2 separate regions of the Mus musculus genome follow, and region 1 is linked to region 2. The links are chromatin contacts, called in public promoter capture Hi-C maps. All regions are on one chromosome and are shown on one strand. Each heading gives the region's core, a stretch centred on a gene start, on an enhancer-like site or on the middle of the called end of the contact. The rest is flanking DNA. Distances are from core to core; before and after follow the strand shown.

Region 1 (2,734 bases), core at 196-2,695, 120 kb before region 2:
GGCAGAATTAGTTTTGGATTTTACCAAGACTTTATCTATACCTCCAACTACCTGCAGGGCGCAGCTGCCCTCAGCCCTCAGGCCTTAGCCCAACACATAATTATTTTTGTCACCGGCTACGTGGACAGTCTAAGCAGACAGAGACTGGCTGTCCTCCCACCTCTTCAGGAATGCTTTGTCATCAAATGAGTACAGGAAAAGCCTGCAGCTTTAGCTACCTTGCTGGATTTTGGAATTCAAATGAAGAATTAGTAGTAATTGGTTTGAAATGAACTCAGGAAGGCCCATGCACTAACAGAACACAGCATGAAAAGGATACACAAACCCAGTGTGTGTGTGTGTGTGTGTGTGTGTGTGTGTGTGTGTGTGTGTGTGTGTGGTGCAGGGGAAGGGTGGTCATGATGAAGCAGCTTCATGGATGAAGGTTCTAGTGTGTTTTCTCTTCCTCTCATTCCAAGTTCTCACTAACTTTTGACTGTTTTTTGAAAAAAATATTCCCAGCATTCATTGCCCTTATCTTCCAGTTGTACCATATCTCTTATCACAATTTTAAATTTTTTTGAAATTATATCATTTCACCCTTCCCTTTCAACCATATAACCACCCCCTTCCAGCTCATGGCCTAATTGTTTCACACACACACACACACACACACACACACACACACCTGCTCAGTCCCTATAATGTCACTCCTGTGTTTTCTGGGCTGAGCATTTGATGGTGGATAACCAGGTGATGCACTCTTCCCTAGGGCCTGTGGTCCTCTGCCCAGGGCTGGGGCCTTATTTGCTATCCCCCTTCTGAATTAGCATGGCTATTGCTGTCCTTTATCTCCACAGTAGGACCTTGTCTCTTGATCTAAAAACACTGCTACATTTATCCAAAATTCTTCCCAGACTGGAGGTCTCCTAAGTCCTGACTCTAGTATGTTCCATAGACTCAGCATCTTAAAACTCTGGAGCCGTCTTCCTGGAAAGTAAACTCTGGTCTTGAATTTTAGGCTTTCTATGTGGCAGCAGCCTCCCTTCCCACTGCCCTGACTTCTTACCTCTCCTTTCTTTTGGTTTTGAGTCGGTTTCTCCACTTGGGGAAGGGAGGCGGGATAGATGCTGATGGTATGGGCTGTCATGGTCTGTCCTTCAGCACAGGTAAGGATCCTTTCAGATGGTGACAGCCCTAGGGTATTTCTTTATATAAACCATGCTATAATCTTGCTCCTGATTAAGTTGCTTTTTTTTATTAAGTGGGTGAAGTGATCTTTCAGTCTGTCCTTAAGGGTACCCAGGCTTGATCTGCTCATGTCAACCCTTGGGCTTTGGTGAGAATGGGGGCTCATACCTTTCAAGGCCTTCTTGGGATTTTCACAGAGGGACTCGTAGATCTGGAGCTCTGACTGCAGGGACAGGGAGAGCTGCTGTTTCTCTTCGCACTGTTGTTGCAGGAGGGCCAGCTTGTGCTGCAGCCTGCCAAGGAGAGGCAAGGGTTTACTGAGCCAAGTGGGAGAAATGAGCCTCGAGCCAACCTTTGCCTCAGTTGGCCTGGTAGGATGGCCTGGCCATCACATTCATTTGGCAGACTCTGGGGCAGGTAAAGTTAGTTAGCCTGAAGTTGGAACACTAGCTCTGTGTGCAGGCAGCAGTGTAAGCACACTACAAGCCCCTCTCTGCCCCACAGTGCTCTCCACATTGACAGAAAGATGCAGGGCTTCCACTGGGATAACAACTTGCAGTTTATGGCAAGAGTGATGTCATGCATCTAGTGAGAAGGGTGGGACTGCTCTCCTGCCAGTCTCTGACAGATGGAAACCTCTGTAATAGGATTTTATCACTCTACTTCATACTATAAAAACACTATTCTCTCTTTTTGTGTGTGTGTCTCAAATAGAGTCTTCCTTTTGCTCCAAGTGACCAGTGAGGCAGAAGAGTAAAGAAGGAACTGAAGTTCCCAAAGGAGGAAACTACTGATTTGTCAATATCCCTTCTGCACTGAGAAGCCGGGCCATTCCATATCAAGGCCCTGCCTACCTGGAGTTGTTTTCCTGGAGCGACAGCCTCTCCTCTCGGAACTGCACGATCTCATCCTGCTTCTCCTGCAAGTCTTCCAGGAGCTGCTGCCGCTCAGCCTTCTGCTGCTCCAGCTCCTTCTCCAGCTCCTGAAGCTGGGATCTGGAGGAGAGCAGAGCCTCCCGCAGGTGATCCACTTCCTGGGAGTGTCCTGATGAGCGGGACACAGGGGTATTTATGTCATGGCCTGAAGCCCATGAGAAAGACAAACCCAAGCACACGTGAGGCCAGGGGAAGGAAGGTCCCGTGTGGCCGAGCAGTCTGGCTTAGTGGACCCTACGTACTGGGGCTTGGGTGGCAGTGGTGTTTGTGGTATCTGACCCTCCATTTAAGAACACCTGCCCTAGCTCTTAGAGGAGACAGCGAGTTCCCGAAGCTCAGCGTTTTCTAGGTGTTCGTGGGCAGCTATTCAACTGTACACCTCCAGTCTTATCAAAGACCAGCACTGATTTCTTGTTTGTGGTTTTTAGAACATATTCTTTTTCAATTCTTTTGAAAATGTGGACAGCTGGTGTTTTCTGGCCATGTGATACCTCTCTGGTCAAAACTTCTTAAAGATGATCTGTAGGGACTCTTTATATAAGGCCAGTCCTTGGGTATAACTGTGTTCATTTGGAACTCTTACTATTTCCTATCTGTGAGGCTGCCCTCCTCTGTCCCAGCATGCACTG
Region 2 (2,775 bases), core at 78-2,577:
AACGAGGCTAGATGATTCAAGCCTGTCACCTGACTGGGGAAAACCAGTCCTTTCCCTCCAGGGATCTAGAAGTTGCCCCTTCTGCCTAGGTTTGGGAACAGTTCACGGAAAGACTTCCTCCTGCTATACAGTGAAGAAATCTGTTCGCTCTTCCTACCACGAGGACCGCACAGCCATGCATCCTTCCCCATCTGCATTATCAAGCTATCAAGTCCCCTGAATCTCTTGTAGCTTCCAAGGAGACACATTCACTACACAGCCAGGGACAAGATGGCGTGGAGGTTGGAGGGGGTCTCCGGGAGAGTAAGAAGGGAACCCGGACATTCTGAAAAAAAGGAAAGAGACTAAAACCCCCAGAATCAACCAGTCCATACTAAATGAACATCATAACCATAGACGTCACTTGGATATCACCACCGCCCCTCTCAGATTCAGCAGTCCATATTAACTGAATTGGCCAGATAATCATGTGCGGTCTCACAGAGCCCAGCTGTTTTTCAGATCCGAATGCTAATGGCTCTTAAATCTCTCCAGCCTCTCAGACAGATCAAGGTAATGATCATGCAGCATTCTGGTGTAGACAGGTGGGTATTTATTGGGAGCTGAAATAAAATCGGAGGCAACCAACACTAGACACACGCATACTTCAGACCTCTTGCTTAGACCCCAAAAGGCTTGAGGAAATCAGTGTAGTGACCCGCCAAGAAACTTAATCCTTGTTACCCATCAGGACTCCAAGTCCCCTTCCCAACATGCAGTCTCATCTCACCCTCAGCTCTGCCAACAGGCTCACATCAATCAAGACAGCCCTCCCTAACAGGAGCTCCCTCCTCCCTCCTCCCTCCCTCCACCGTTCCATGGGTACCCCTTTTTTCCATTCTACCGAAAACAGATCCTAGGACTAAAATGTCTAAGACTCTGTTTCAAACGTGGATCTTGCCTGACCACCTTCAAATGAAAACATGAATTTCTCAGGAAAAAAAATCTCCTTGGTGGCTTCTCCACACCGTGACCTTACTTCCTCCGAAGCCCCAGAGCTGGAAGAGGACTTTAGGAGAATGGGTGGCCTGAGTCACTTTCCCCAGGCTCATTTTAACATGCAAATTTCTGGGCTTCCCCACCCAGCCCTTAAAGGTGAGAGTCTGGGGTAAACACAGGATCTACACCTTAGCTCAGGTGTGTTGCAACAGGGTTTGGAGCCTCTGGCTTTGCGTGGCCCCCTCCTGCATCACTGAAAAGAGGAAGAAAGCCGGCCCCAGAGAGGGGATGGGCCTGTCTGAGGTCACAGGGAAATACCCAGATTCAAAGCCCTGTCCCTCGCGGGCAAACAGTCCCAGGCGCGCTGGACTCACTCACCCGCTTGTAGACATCCTCCCGGCTGACTTCATACTTCTGTTGCATGCGCTCCTCCAGGAAGTAGATGCGCAGCTTGAGGCTGAAGTTCTCCTTCTTCAAGTCATTGAGGTGCTGGGACAGAGTGCGATATCCATTAGACATGGTGGGCGACCCATGGGGAGGAGCATGCCCGATCGCCCCCTTCACCCCAGGAACACAATGCAGCCTGGCCGCGGCATGGAGCGGGCAGGCTAGGATGCTGCTGAGGTTGTGGGACCCCGGAGGCTAAGGCGACATGGCCGCTGTTAGTGCGCTCCAGGACCTGGGACTGGGCTCTGGACTCTGGGTGCTGGAGCGCAACGCACTTTCTTTTTTTACCTCGGGGAGATATTTGCGGAATCCCTGACGGAGGAACATGCTGTGTGAACTCAGACACAAGTGGCAGTAACCCGACTCCAAGTCAGGACAGGGCTGTAAACTACGCCCCCCCCTACCCCGCCTCTCTCTCTCTCTCTCTCTCTCTCTCTCTCTCTCTCTCTCTCTCTCTCTCTCTCTCTCCTTTTCCTCCTCCCGACCCCCCCCCCAGCCTCAAGCCCCAGGGGGCAGTTAACAACTGTTTGGAAAGAGAGGGCCTGGCAGCTCCCCTCAAAACCTTCCCAGAAACGGGAAGAGGGTGGATAAGGTGGTACTGGGGTTGCAAAGGCAAGAGGGAACTGGAAGGGCAGTGGCCTGTGGGGAGGGAGGAGATGCAGGGTGCAGACTGAAACTGTGGAAAGAGTACATGTCCACGAAATGGCCCACAGACAAGTGACCAGAGCCAAGCAGCCTCTGTCAATCAGGTGTAAATCTTAAGGTGCTACCGACCAGAGAGGCATCCAATTCCCTTAGTGATCCAGAGCTCAGCCCCGCCAGGCCAGAGTCTTCAGTCTTTCTCCCTGGCCATTTTCAGTCCCGGGGCTGTAGGTTTTCAGTCTTTATTCCCGTGCTCTCTGCTCCCCGTACATATCACATACCCGCAAAGAAAGGGTGGATCTTAGCCGAGGGGGACGTCTACAAACTGTTTTTCAGTGAACAAAGAGAGGGAAGCCCAAGGGGTCCTCCCTCTGGGGAAGGAGTGTGGGAGTGCTGGGTGGGGGGGGCGGTGTGAGACAGCAACACCCCCGACCCCCATCTGGGAGGCCAAAGATTTCAGCCGCTCACTGGTTCCTAACTCCTGCACCTGCCTAATGGAGCTGGGCCATCATCACCAGATCCTGCTCATAAAGCAAGTTAAGATCCTTGAGTGACAGCTGCAACCTTAGCAGGAAGTGTTATTTATATCACATCACATGGGACTTTGAAGGTGACTGGGAGACAGCCCCATAGCCCAGATCCCAAAAGAGGTTTTTGATTTGGTAATACCAAGTTGGAAAAATCACAGTTAACATCAGTTAACATCTG

The links. Capture Hi-C pulls out chosen DNA fragments and counts their contacts.
Region 1: a contact with region 2 is called in a promoter capture Hi-C map of adipose tissue. The contact joins two enhancer-like sites. A contact is called at or near these places in 1 of 15 datasets of contacts at CTCF or cohesin (CD8 T cells), 6 of 484 Hi-C or Micro-C datasets (B cells, bone marrow-derived macrophages, embryonic stem cells and 2 more), 10 of 115 datasets of contacts at active chromatin or transcription factors (bone marrow-derived macrophages, embryonic stem cells, kidney and 2 more) and 4 of 9 other capture datasets (adipose tissue, embryonic stem cells, liver and 1 more).

What each region holds. Positions count from the first base shown.
Region 1 is chr3:97,697,771-97,700,504 of GRCm38.p6, forward strand. Pde4dip (phosphodiesterase 4D interacting protein (myomegalin)) reads right to left here. Exons shown (of 47, transcript NM_001289701.1): 39 at 2,025-2,214; 40 at 1,339-1,463. Among named protein-coding and RNA genes, the nearest start is that of Mir7225, 8.6 kb to the left of the region's middle. Within about 2 kb of position 1,446, at least 5 of the 459 cell types and tissues checked have an H3K27ac peak or open chromatin away from gene starts, as enhancers often do. A contact at or near this core is called in adipose tissue, where this site is marked.
Region 2 is chr3:97,822,859-97,825,633 of GRCm38.p6, forward strand. It overlaps Pde4dip (phosphodiesterase 4D interacting protein (myomegalin)), which reads right to left. Exons shown (of 47, transcript NM_001289701.1): 4 at 1,357-1,467. Among named protein-coding and RNA genes, the nearest start is that of Pde4dip, 64 kb to the right of the region's middle. Within about 2 kb of position 1,328, at least 141 of the 459 cell types and tissues checked have an H3K27ac peak or open chromatin away from gene starts, as enhancers often do. A contact at or near this core is called in adipose tissue, where this site is marked.